2 separate regions of the Mus musculus genome follow, and region 2 is linked to region 1. A link is a contact called in public HiChIP or PLAC-seq data. All regions are on one chromosome and are shown on one strand. Each heading gives the region's core, a stretch centred on a gene start, on an enhancer-like site or on the middle of the called end of the contact. The rest is flanking DNA. Distances are from core to core; before and after follow the strand shown.

What was found. HiChIP or PLAC-seq counts read pairs in DNA pulled down with a chosen protein or histone mark.
Region 2: an H3K4me3 HiChIP or PLAC-seq map of forebrain shows a contact between it and region 1, with 3 times the contacts expected there. The contact joins the promoter of Foxd3 here to the enhancer-like site in region 1. A contact is called at or near these places in 8 of 115 datasets of contacts at active chromatin or transcription factors (embryonic basal ganglia, embryonic forebrain, embryonic hindbrain and 5 more).

Annotation. Positions count from the first base shown.
Region 1 is chr4:99,271,733-99,278,648 of GRCm38.p6, reverse strand. It overlaps a transcript of Atg4c not described here. Among named protein-coding and RNA genes, the nearest start is that of Gm35379, 39 kb to the left of the region's middle. Within about 2 kb of position 4,083, at least 27 of the 459 cell types and tissues checked have an H3K27ac peak or open chromatin away from gene starts, as enhancers often do. A contact at or near this core is called in embryonic basal ganglia and forebrain, where this site is marked.
Region 2 is chr4:99,652,270-99,659,185 of GRCm38.p6, reverse strand. It overlaps Foxd3 (forkhead box D3), which reads right to left and starts at 2,887. Exons shown (of 1, transcript NM_010425.3): 1 at 515-2,887. The coding sequence starts at 2,561. The coding sequence ends at 1,152.

The sequences.
Region 1 (6,916 bases), core at 2,834-5,333:
TACAGCAAGGGTATGCCTGGCAGGGTCGTGCAGTTCAGAAGTACATCCTGCCTGGGAAGATAAGAAAAAAACAGAAGAAACCTTTTACAGGAAGTCAGCCAGATGTCAAGAGAGACCCTGGGATGTTTCTAACCTATTATACCAGAACTCTATCCATCCCTGTTCTCCCCACAGTCTGCTGTATAGCTGGCTACAAGACACACTTTCAAATTCCGTTCTTCTAGGACTTAAGGACGCTTACGGTGCCTGAGTACGGTGTCTGGTGGACTGTATTAGGATTGACTCCAGGATGCAAGTGCATTCCTCACCGAGAGCCAGCCAGAGCTGGAGTGCAGCTCTGTCTTGTGGACATGTGCTGTGTTTAGTCCTGAACAAATATCTAATACGCAGGTTCAATGTGGCCATTTATCTCCTGGCAGGAAAAAAAAAAATCTGTGTTCTATTACTAAGGTATTAAGCCCTCTTACCTATTCAGTAGTTTACAGCTGGGTCTGATGGCATGCACTTTAATGGCAGCCAGCATTAGGAAGCGGAGGAAAGAGGATTCTGAGTTCCTGTCTGTATGTCAGTCACAGGCTATACAGCAAGCTCCAGACCAGCCTGGCCTGTAATGAAGCCATCTCACACCCAAGAAAAAGATACTGTTTCCTCCCTTAGTGTTGAAGGGTGGTATGGTTCACTGTGCCCACATAGGGAAACAGCATCCTCAACAACTCTGATTTTAAAGACATACTTAGATTTGGGGGAGTACAGAGCTGTTCTTTATAAATGGGAGGGGGCAGCATCAGAAGAATACCAAAGTTAAACAAAACATCAGCAAAAATGGGAACCCACTACCCAGATGGAGCTGTGACTAACTCCAGGGAAAGAAACTGAGAATTGTTGAAATCAACTCTATCCTTGGAGGGAACATTACCTAGTTAGTAACATGGTCAACCAGCTTATTCTAGATGTTAAAAACTCTCAGGTGAGCTGGGTATGACGGCGCATCCTTCAGTCCCAACATTCAAGAAGCAGATGAATCTCTATGAATTCAAGACCAGCCTGGTCTGCAAAGTGAGTTCCGGGCCGGCCAAGGCTACATAGAGAGACTTTTGTCTCAAAAGGAAAGCAAATCTCAAAGCTTCCAGGTGTTGGTGATTTTACTTCGAGGCCTTGCTCAGAACAGCCCTTCTGCAGGTAGCAGATCTGAGATCTGAGACCTGAGATCTGCCTATGAAATCTAGTGGGCAAACTCAGCTCTAGTCACATGGAGTTACCTCAGGGGATGAGAATTTATTATCGCAGTGTTTGATAGAATGTAGGTGTTTGCTTTAACCTTCATTCCAAAATATCTCAGTCACTAACTTAGAACATTCTGACCAGAGCTGGCAATCTTTTGTTAAACAGAGCTACAGTAGAGATCGTGGTCTCAAACTCTCAGAGATCTACCCGCATCTGCCTCCTGAGTGCTGGGATTAAAGGTGTATGCCACCGCTGCCTGGCAAGATCTTATTGTCTACCTGGGGCTCATCTGGGCCTCATATCAACTCTGTGTCAAGTGGAGCTCAGGTTACAGTCACATCACACTCTCCCACACATCACATTTTACCACAAATAACATTTGTGGGATTAGTTCTTATTGTCCCACAGATCTGCCTGTTAGACACAAACCAACCAATTTATCACTGGTGTGTGTATATTCAGTTTCTCCTTGTTCCTTTTTAGTCAGAATAGATGGGTGGGGTGAGGGGTACCTAAAAAGCAATGGCATATTCCTAATGATGTAATAACATGATGCCTCATACCGCCTTCTAGGCCAGTGTTTTAAAACCTGGAAAGAATGCTGATCCACAAAAGAAAGACTCTATCAGGAGCCTATGAGCATATACGAGACTCTGTCCCACTGATGGACAGAAAGGCTTTGGCAGTAAATGGAGCATTTCAAAGTTCCATCTGATAACCTCCTCCCCGCTTTAATCAACCTTTGAATACAACCAGTGCACAGACCTGGGTGGTTTCTCCTCTGCCCACGGCTGGCAGGTAATGCCACATCCACCACGAAAAGGCTCGTTTCCCCAGAACCTCCCCAGCAGTACATGGATAGAAATATGGATTTTTTTTTTGTACAGCACAGAACTTAAACATAATCATATTACTATCCTAGACACCCATTAAATATGATTCAAACAACGCCCATTGGAAGTCCTAAAAACCTTAACCACCAGTTTTACTTCTAAAATAAAGTAAACTGCCAAAAGTTCTGATAAAAGTGACAATTGATATTTTTAAGTAGTGGAGCTGAAATTTCCCTATAGCAGGAGACAAAGGAATTCTTACCCAGGTAAGTGGAGAAGCACCAATAAATTTAAGGTAGCTTACGCAAGTTAGCAGTAATGAATGTCAGCCTCTGTTTTGTCATGAGAAAAGATCTTTCTGCTGCTAAAGGAGACTGATTTAGATTATGAATAGCTGTAGTGATTTGCAAAAAATGGCTCCAGAGAGAAAGAATGAGGCTCCATATACTCGTGGCACTTGAGGTTTCTGCCCTTTTTGTTGAAAATTAATTTGTCCTGTGGGTTATTGGATTCTAGCTCAGCCAATGTATATTGCTCAGTCATCACAAATTTACTTAAAATTTAGTGTAGCTGAAGTTCATTCAACAAGACAAAAGTCTACAGTTGAAAGCTTCTAAAAATCTTCTTTAAAAACTGGCTAACAGTGTAATTGAAAGTGCTGGAGTCTAAGTAGATTCACATAATGTTTTGCAGGTATCAATATATACTATATTACCATGCTCAAAATGGATTTTTCTCTTGTTTTCCGAGGGAAAAGCAGATAGAGAGAATTTATCACCCTGCGGTGAGGGAACAGGGGCTCTAGGTTGCAAGTGTCCACATTCCCCAAGTCCATAAATCCCTGCACCGGGATTAGATTCTGTAGTACGTGTCAGGATAGCTCATTTGTCCACCTACTTTTGAATTTTAAAACAAATGTTTTGAAGGCAAATAGACTGAGAAACTTCTACTCCTAAACCCTGAAGATGTTAACGGTGAAAACACTGAACTCCCCGACATTCTAAACCCCTGCTTGGTTAGACAGCTCACGGTTCTGATGTTGCAGTACAAGGATTCAGGACAGAGAGGACCTGGGTCACAGGAGCCACACTTCAGACAGCACTGTGCATAAGGACAGTGCTCCTCTACCCAACCAAACCAACTGGAGGAGAAAGGTGGACACTGCTCAAGAGAGAAGCTCTCGGGAGAAGATGAACAGATGAGAACGTGGCATATATCGAAGAAATTGGGAGAAACAGCTTTTGGGTAATTCTTCCTTTAAAGTGATTTCCCTTCCTCTTGACTCTGTTCCTCGTTTACTCATTTAGATATCCTTAGTACTTAAAACACACGAAGATGTGTTTGATAATCTTTTTCCCCTTTGAAATTTTAGATAAATGTCAAAACGTATTCAATAGTTAAAAATCACACCAGAGAACCGCAACAGAAATGGAGGCCTTGGGGGGGGGGGGCTAATTAAATTAATGAGACACAAGCGGCAACAAACATTGTTCATCTCATTTACAGATGAAACATCACTAGGCAGCAAGACTGTTTCCAACAAAATGTCCTGCTACATGGCAATTAAGAACTAAACCCAGATGATAGAAAAACATTAGGCTGTGTACTGCCATTAAGATAAGAAAGCAAATGCTATTCAGAGCAACCTAAACCACTTCGAGAGAGAGTTGATTTGTTTCAGTCCTAAAACCCTGATTTGCAGTGGACTACACAACTGATGCACTCTAAAGAGAGCAGCGCATGGCTTGAGACACAGCTGGGCAAAATGAGATCAAGTGCTAAGCTGATTGCATCACTAGGGACCGGAAGTGATATGTCAAAGGACCCCTTCCGGGCCAGAAGAACCTTCAAGCTTTTATCTAGGACCCCTCGTTCCTCTGAAGATTTATGGGCCTTGCAATAGATATGCATCTTATATAACTCTTTCTTTCCGGATTAAAGAGAGTCAATTCTGAACATGCTTCTGATTGGCATAATGTGGGATTGCAGATGATCTCAATTTTTACGTGCTAAAATCGAACTTTCAGGAGAAATGAAAATGACTGTGCCTGTCAGGTGCAGGCGGGAAAGCATCTGCAGACATCAGCCCAGCCATCTGATCTGTTGCTGAGACTGATCCCTTTGCCCTAACCTGTATCGGCCAGGTGTAATCTGTACACCCTTAACCAGGAATTAAAACTCTCCAGGCTGCTGCTACTTTAATTGATTGATGCTAAAAGTTTAGAAAATACAGCCTACCCCTCGATCACAGAGCGCCTTTAACCAAGCCTTCTCTTTCACAGCAGCACCCTCAATTGAAACTGGCAGAGCACATTTTTAGCTTTCGAGCGGCTCTGTCATTCTACAAGGAATGTGTCTGCCACTTCACAGGATAGCTTGAGCTGAAAGACATGTACTTTGAATCAGAGAATCAATAGAACGCTTAATGGACAATTAGGAGAACAGCTGTAGGTCTGTCAGAGCCCCATCTGTACACAGCTCAAACAGCAAGCCTGGACAGGGCGGGCAGACAACATCCACTGCTCCAGGGCACTGGCCCTGGGACAGAGTCTCCCTCTCAGCTCTCATTTAATGTGAATATAGTGTTCTTTTTCATTACAAATTTTAACACGTGTAGAAAATTATGGAAATTGCTTAAGCCATTTGTCAACTTATATCATGTGAATTGATCAATAAATTTCACGACTTTGTTGTTAATGTAGATAAATTTTGGCATTTAATTAAGCACTAGTGAAAATGTGGCCACTTTTCATTTCAGCAGATGCATCTGTAATACAGAACTACAGGGGTAAATACAACCCAATCAGGGCTTAGCGCTAAATATTTATAGACAATGTAGCAATTCCAAAAAAAAAAAAAAAGACACAAAAGATTTCTACAATGAAACAATTGCTGTGTGCAAAATCTGAACTGAGTCCAATAGAGTCTACAGGAGCTGTGAACAGAATCGCAACATTGTAACTCCACTAAAGGACTGCTTCTGTTTTTCCTTCAGAATTCTGCCCCTACAGTAAATTTATACTCCGTAGAAATAACTTCAAATTCTCTTCACAGAATGAATCTAAATATTAAAAGACAGTTCTCTAAGTTTGTAGACATGTATTAAGATTTCCTTGTTAAAATATGCCAATCCTTTTCTATTTCTGTTAGTTAGTTTATTTGAATACCAACTGGGGTGTTCTCCTACAGAAGAGAAGGGAAGTCTGGGATGCTAATTTCTTGAACATAGACATGATTTTGGTTACAAGGCTGGTCAAGAGCACACTGGGGTGGTAACTGGGGACAAGATGCCAGACAATGGAAATGGCAGGATGAACTTCTTAGGCTTCCTCCATATGACCTGAGGGGCCCCAAGATGAAATCCTTGCTGCTGACAGCCAGAAGCCCCATAGCCTTAACCCTCCGTGGCGGAGTCTGACATGATGAACTGCTGTATCTCATTTGAGGGGGACAGGCGCCTCTTGGTGATTCTGCTGCTGCCTTCAGGGAAAGAGGGACTCATAATCCCGTGGCTGTCTTTACAGCGCAATCCGCCCCATAATGCCTTTCCCACCATTGTCTGCCGGCTTTCAGCAGGAGGCTTGGCTGGCTGGGCAAGGGCTGCGTTTGCAGAGAAAAGCCGGCATGGTGCCTGTGTGTAAAACCTTTGTAAGTATTTCAAAAAAAAGTTTAGGGAATTCAAAGCTGATCTCTCAGTCCTGTTTTTATAATGCTTCCATGTCAAATTGGCCACCATGGCTCCGGCAGCTTGGCACTTTCTGTTGTTTTGGCAGAGTAGGACCTAGTCAGAGATGACTCTCTAAATTCAGACTCTAATAGAGAAATGAGAATTAAGCAGCCAAGGAGAAAATGGATAGGGTCTTTTTTGCAGAACAAAATTACCCATCTAAAGTCCCAGCCAAAATTCTTTTTCTGGAGCAATCGTGTGCTCATGTTTCTTTTTATACTGAAATTTAAATTTCCTAGGACCCAAAAGTCATTTTTGCACACCTGAAAGGAAAAGGGGTGGGAACCTGTACCCCAGCTCTAACACAGGCAATTAGGAATCCTCTGTAATCTCTGAAATGGAGGCTTCATGAAGTCATAATACAAGTGGTTTTTTTCTGAGTTATCTACTTCTGAGACTTTGCAGGAAACTAAGGAAACTCACTCTTGCTTATGCTAAAGAGATATTGGCATTTGTTGAGTATTTTATGTGGACACTGAAGAGTCAATAAAGTTAAAACATTGTTGTAAAAAAAAAAAATTAAGATCCCCTAAAATCAAGATTTCAGAAGATTAAAGATGGTCACTTCTCCTGACAGTAAATGCCATCCATTCCCTTACACCGGAGTCTAGGCTGGCCTTTAGAATTGTCTTCCCAAATTGTTTTATAGCAAAAGAGGCACTATGTCTATCCTAGCCCAAACCTTTAAAAGGCCTGGAAGCTACTGTTTTGGCATTTTTCAGAGTCAATTGTTATGCTGGGGAAACATTTAGGTGGACTACTAACTAAAGAGATCACTTGGAAATGTTCCTGAATGACGGCACCCACACTCCCCAAGGACGACAGTTGGCTGAGTGACCACAGAACAGCAGAGGAGACTCACGACTGAGTCCACCCAGCCCACAGAATCATGAAGAGGAGCAACTTCTACGGTTAATGGAGTGCATTTGTAAGAACGCACAGAGCTGGAGAGGCACAGACGTTTACATTCCTCACACAATGCCTCTGATGTTTGCAGGGAATAATTAATGTGTTCAGAAATTATGCAATCTGTTATACTTCATTTTGACTTATTCCAAAAATACAGATGACCTAACACTGTTACATGGATATTAGAGAGGTGGAGGAGGAAGAGGGAGATGATATATAGAGA
Region 2 (6,916 bases), core at 1,638-4,137, 380 kb before region 1:
GGCCAAAATGGTACCATGTGAGTTTAAAAATCAATGAGATTTAGCATTTCCAATGAAGGGATGAAAAGGAATTCCAAAAACCCGAGGTTTAAATGCTAAAATACGAGATGTTTGGAATTTTGTTCTTGAAAGGACAATTCAAATGACCAAAGACTCCTTGTAAGTTTGCCTAGGGGGTTATATTCGACCAATGTTCTTTAAAATGAACAAGGCTGCTTTTGCCTAGATTTTTAATGACAGCACACTTTGCAGGAGCTGCGAGTCATTCACAGTGGCTTGATATGAATGGGATTGTCATCCTTATCCTGGTTATGTGAAAAGTCACATATTAATATAATTTAAATTAAGTACGCTCTTTCCATTTTCAAATTCAAATGTTTCTACACCCAAATTGTGAATTTGCAACGTTTGAAAAGGTCATTACTTAAGACTGCTAGATTTTCTGGGGAAGACAATGCAAATTCCATTGTAAAATCTTGCCATTTGCTAGACACCTAATTAAAACACTAGGCTGAGCATTTTAAAAATTTATTTACAAAATTGTGTACAACACGATGGAATAACATTTAGAATACCATATATATTCATTCATATATAAACAGACTTTTATAATACAATGACACTTCGCCTTTTTGAAAAATTTTTTTTGGATTTAAAATCTCCCAACGTCTTTATACATTCTTTTTCTCAGATAAAACTGCGCAGAGTGAACCTTCAAAAAAATATGAAAGTTCAAAGCTCTAAATCTACTGAATTGCTTTTTATTTTCTTAAAAAAATAAAAACCCCAAAAGGAAAGTCAATGATTTTTATACAAATATGTACAAAGAATGTCCCTCCCACCCCCACAGTACTGAGAACACAGGCGCCGTCGGGGTGCATTTTTGGAAATTCGGTTATCAGTTTTACCTGTACGGAAAGTTATTCCCAGCGGACGCGGGTTGAGTTTGCTCCGCCAGCTTAGGTGAGTGAGGGGATGGAGGCCGCTGTTGGTCAGTGTTGGGGAGTCGGGGGCGGGTAGCAGAGTCCAGGATTGGGTAGAGGGACCAGGACCAGGACCAGGACAGATGGACCAGGATCAGAGAGGGCGTACCGCCTGGAAGAGCAGGCTGCTGCCAGAGGCCGCCGTCCGGCCCGGCCACTAGCTCATCACTATTGAGCGGGCCACTTGGCTTGCACGGCGGCGGCCGCAGCCGCTGCGGCTGAGGCTGCGGGCTGCAGGAACTGTCCAGACAGCGGCACGCTCAGAATGGGCGCGATGGTGGCAGTCGTCCGGCTCAGCGACAGGGGCTGGTGCGTGGCCATGAGCGCAGCCGACTGCACAGTCCCGGGCGGCCGCAGGAAGGACTGCGCGCCGCCGCCGCCCCCACTGCCCCCGCCACCCCCGGCTCCGCCGCCGCTCCCACCACCCCCAGCCGAGCCCCCGGGCGCCGCGGATCCCGCGCCTATGATGTTCTCGATGCTGAACGACGGCCGCGCACTGGGCTCGGACTTGATGAGCGACGTGGTGCCCGCCGCGCCCGCCGTGCCCGCGGCTGCCGCGGCGGCGCCCAGGGTGTTGAGCTGTAGCTGCAGGCTCGGACCGAGCTGCGAGCCGAAGGCGGCCGCTTTGCGGCCCAGCTCGCCCGAGGGCAGCAGGGGCACTGCGGGCGGCAGCACGGGAGCCACGGGTGGTAGCGCGTACGGGTACTGGAGCGCCGCAGCAGCCGCGGCCGCCGCCGCCGCCGCGGGGTGCGAGTAGGCGCCCGCAGCCGCCGCGGGGTGCAGGCCGTAGGGGCGGCCGTAGGGTCCTGCGCCCGCCGCCGCCGCCAGGCTGTAGGCTCCGAAGCTCTGCATCATCAGCGCCGTCTGCTCGCGCAGGTGCTCCTGCTGGTGGCGCTTGAAGCGCTTCCGGCGCCGCAGGAAGCTGCCGTTGTCGAACATGTCCTCGGACTGGGGGTCCAGGGTCCAGTAGTTGCCCTTGCCCGGGTTGCCCGGCTCGCGGGGGATCTTGACGAAGCAGTCGTTGAGCGACAGGTTGTGGCGGATGCTGTTCTGCCAGGCGGGGAACTTCTCCCGGTAGTACGGAAAACGGTTGCTGATGAACTCGCAGATGCCGCTCAGGGTCAGCTTCTTCTGCGGGCTCTGCAGGATGGCCATGGTGATGAGCGCGATGTAAGAGTAGGGTGGCTTCACCAGGCTGTTCTTGGGCTTGTTCGGGGTCAGACCTCCCGTCGCCCCGCTGCCCGCGCCGGGCCCACCGCCGCCTGTCACCGCGTCCTCGCCGCCCTTGCAGCCGTCGGCCTCCGGAGCTCCCGTGTCGTTCCCCGGCCCGGTCGCCTCGGTGGGCAGTGCCAGGGCTTGCGGTTGAGACTGGCCGTGATGAGCGCTCACCGGTGGCCCTTCGTCCGCCTCGTCCAGGCGCAGGTCCGGAGGCCCCGCGGGGCTGTCGCACCCGGCGTCGCTGTCCTTCTCCTCCAGCCCGTCGTCGCCCTCGCCCACCACATCGATGTCCACGTCCTCGGCCGTCAGCACCGTCTGGCCGGACATATCGCTGGCGCTGCCGCTGCCGGAGAGGGTCATCCCTCCGCGGGGTTGGTGGCGGCGGCCAGGAGCGAGCAGAGAGCGAGGGGGGCCGCGAGGGGCGGCCGCGGAGCTCAGGCAAAGGAGGTGTGAGTGTCCCCCGAAAGAAAGCCGGGGGGGGGGGAGAGGGCACAGGTAGCTCGGGGCCCTGTCGGGTCAGCTCACACGAGGAGGCCTGGCATCGCGCGGTGCGGGCGCTGCGCTCCGCAGCCGCGCTCCGCGAACTCTTGCGGTCCTCGACGCTTCTCTACGAGGAGACAGCTACTGCTCGCGACCCCGGAGGTTTCTCCACGCCGCACCCCCTCACTTCACCAGCCTTCCTCGACCTCTGGTTTGGGCGTGGGGTTCAGGAGCGGTCCAGGCAAGCGCGGGACGCCGGGCTCCAAGCAGCTCTGGAGGGCGCGGGCATGGGCGACCGCGGGGTTGGGGGTTGGGGGGGTGGTGACAGGGAAGCCAAGCCTGGGTAGTCGAAAGTCCCGTTTTAAGGACTGGCCTGATAGATTACTTTCTACTTAAAGATCCAGAGGGAGGCGGGGCCACGTGACCGCGCGTGACGTCAGGGCCGCCGTGGAGCTGGCCAAACTCAAGTTGGTTCAGGGAATTGTCAACAAAGGGACGACAGAAGCGCAACTCCTCACCGACTAGGCGCTAGCATCCCGCAGGCCCCGAAAGCTCTTCGGGCTGTTGGGAGACCCCTGCCCACGCTGGAGCCGGGTGTGGGGTTCAGGGAGGGCGTGAGAGTGGGTGGGTGGGGGTGGAGAGGGCGTGGGCCTAAGAGTGTCCTCCGGACTGTAGGGCTTCTTACCACCCTGCCCTCTCCGCCCCCTGCATTTTTCTTACTACCCTGCCCTCCCCTCTTTGCTAATATTATATAGACCAACTGGCAATGCAGAACAAGGTTGTGATTTAAAAAAAAAAAAAAAAAGAAAAGAAAAGAAAAAAACTTACTATTTTGATTTGCTTTGGGGTTTTGTTTTCGATTCAAGGATTAAAGGAACACATCCGGCTTCCTTTTGCTAATTAGGCCTCAGACCCCCTCCTGTTTCAGGGCTATTCCAGAGAAAAGACATCTGCTGATGTGCCTCGCATCACCCCCAAATCTAACTACTCAAGTCTTACCCTAGCTTTCCGGGCACGACGCAGGAATATATATATATATATATATATATATATATATATATATATATTCGCAACGGTCACAACACCATCAGCTGGGGTTTCCCGAGGTCAGAGAATAGCTATCGATTAACCTATTAGGATAGTTGCAGAGAAATAAAAAGGACGTAAAATAGCAGGGAACCTATAAACAAAGACGTCATAACTGGCTGTTGGAGTTGTTAAACGACTTAGCACAGAAAAAGTCGGAAATGAGCTGGAAACGGAGCAGGCATTGGCAGCGGTCTTGGGTAAGTGGAGAGGATTGGGGAAGAGGCTTTGGGCCTTGTTATTAGACGTGGCGCACCGACTGGGGGGGGTTGGAAAACTGGGGGGAGCTGGCGTATACTTCCGAGTGGAGGGCACGACCTCCAAGGAACCACAGTGTCCCAGGGCGTGCTGGCGGGAGTGGGCTCACCTCTGCTGCTAACTAATGTGGGTTATCTCTTAAAGTGTGAATAAACTATCCAAGACTTAACTTCTGTAGAAATCTGCGCCAAAGAAGAGGCGAGGATGTGTCCAGCGCACGTGAAGTACAAGGAATGTCAGCTCTGGTAGGAGAGACTGGGAAATCCCAGAGATGCTGGGGTGGGGACTTTAAAGTGACCCAGGGTCAGCGCCTGCTGTTGCTGAGGTGAGTGGACTCGGTACGTCCGTCCGAGGGGAACTGGTGTTCCCAGCCCGGAGTGGTTTGAGATGACCTTGGTCGCCCTGACCAACCCCACCCCCCTCGCTTTTAGGCCGCTTCTTTGTCAGAGGAGAGCACTTACCGATTTGAGCCTTCTTGAAACCCGATTAATTTGTGTGCTGAAGGCCTAGGGGAAGGATCTATGAACCCCAGGTTATAAGAGAATGAGAGGAGGAAGTCAGGGAGGAAACAATTTCTGTATTGTTTATAGGAAACAGCGAAAAAGTTAGGTACTTCCAGGTTGCCAGTGTGCCTCTGATTCTGTATCGTCACCTAGAGCCATTTTTCCTAGTTACATCAAATTAATAAAATATCTTAATATGCAAAATTGCATTTTTACAGGCATTAGGACACCACAGGTTGACGATTATCCCATTACACAACTCTCCCATCAATACCAGTAGCTCTTTGCGTATGGATTTCAATGCTGCTCCGAGTTGGGCGGCTACAGGCTTGGGGGGCGGGGGTGGGGGTGGGGAGAGCAGTGACTATCCTGAGAGGTCTGGAATCTCTATGGTTTTTGTTTGTTTGTTTGTTTCCAGTTGATCTTGGGGTTACACCTGGCCCTAAAACGCATGCCTGAGTTGATTTCCGCAGCTGCACCACTAATGACGCGCTGACTCAAAAACGTCTATTCCGCTGACTAGACAGTCTTCTCGGGAAACCGACAGGAGCTACCAGCTGGAGCTGGCTGCACCCTAGGCAAGAGGTCACAGTGGCGACTGCTCAAGCAACTCAAAGGAAGGTGGGGAGGAAAAGAAAACACGATCCAAATTTACAAATTTAGGAAAACCTTTTGCCCAACTTGGATTGCCAGTTGTATTGGCGGGCGCAAGGCTCAGAGTGGACCGGACCGCGATCTTGATGGCGGAGCCTCTGGCGAAGGCTTGTACGCGCGCGAGAACCCTGGCTTCAAGGCTGCTCTCGAGGCCGCTTTTTAGTCTCCAAATGAGCCTAATTTCGATTTCCCGGCTAGCCTGAGCTGGCTCAGGAGACTTTGTCCGCCTCGTTGACGGCTGCCTCTCCCCCTTCGCCAAGGCCGGATCTGGGCGGTCCGTTCCCGTGTATCTCCTTGGAACCTCTCTGGGGAAAGGGGTGGTGAACAACTCCCAGCTGCCGGTTCCATTTGTTGCGCCTTTTTCCTTCGACACAATAAAAGTCAAATTAATTGATTCATACCATTAATTACGGTGCGTAGCGTGAAAAGCAACGCTTCCCCTCGGTTAGAGATCTATTGTGCTAATCTCTTGTTCAATCAGTGTTACCATCTGATGCTGGGTCCGGCCCCTACAGAAACTTTTCGACTCGATTAGCTAAATGATGAGACGCTCAGGCTGCTGTCCCCAAACCCGTCGCCCGCGCGGGCCTAGCGGCTTAATATCGATTTCTAGAGGAGACCGCAGAGATTCCCGTGATCGCTCTGTTTGGGGACCCTCTGTGGTTTTCTTCTCTTCGGGTGGACATCAGTTTCGGCACAGCCTCTGTGCTGGAGGAAGCAGCAGCTAAGCGGTAGTGTAGTACAGGTGAGAGGCAGAAAGGTTGGCGGGGGGGAGGGCTCATCGCCGCGGGAATCTGCCTGAAGCCAGCTGGATTCCGCGCTAAATAGTTAGCGGTGAGATTGTAGCTTGCCTCTAAAAACCTATGTCCTCAGACACCGCGAAACTTTGCAACCGAAATAAAGAATCGGGGAGAGTGATATACTTTGGGGTGGGAGGCGTGACACAGGGAACCGAAATGGTGAGCAAGGATAAACATTCAGTCGCCAAAGATTATTGGGGTCGCTGAGGGAGAAGGGGCGCACACTGTAACACAGTTAAGAATGGGAATGACAACTTGGGTCAGCCAGCAAACTTCCCAGGAGATATTTAAAAGTAAGGTGGCAGCCAGCGGCCTCACCTGCTCAAGTGTTGGAACCGATTCCGCCTAATGAGAATGAAGTGGAGAGACACCGGTTTCTCCTGGGACTGGCAGAGTTGGCAGTAAAGGGCTGGGGAAGCCACTGAAAGTGGTCCAGGAGTGGAGGGGGAACCTAGGTTCTAGTAAAAGGAAGCAAGAAGAGTAGGGTCAGGATCGATGGAAGGAAAATTGAGACGTCTCCAGAGGAGAGATTTAGTGTGTGCGTCTTGGAAGAGGATGTGGATGGGCCAATTTATGATGGAGAGGGGGAAATTAATTACAACTCAATTTGGATTCTTAGGTGGTCAACACGGGAGGAGGATAGGGTCAGAGAGTGCGGGAATCAGAATGGTCCAGTCAGGCCTAGGCGACCCCAGGAGCTCTCTCTCCCTCCAAGTCAGGGACTATGGTATCGCTTGACCAAATCATTGAAGCAGGCATATAGTCATTATTCCTGTGGGCAAATGCACTTTTCTAACAACCCGGGAAGATGAGATCACCTTGGGAGAAGCTAGGATAGCGTCTCTCTACCCAAGGCAGCCACCTCCTTTAGCAGAGAAAACAAACCATGGTGGAAAAATTGAAATTGAAAGACAGCTTTCCTTTCTGGGATCCA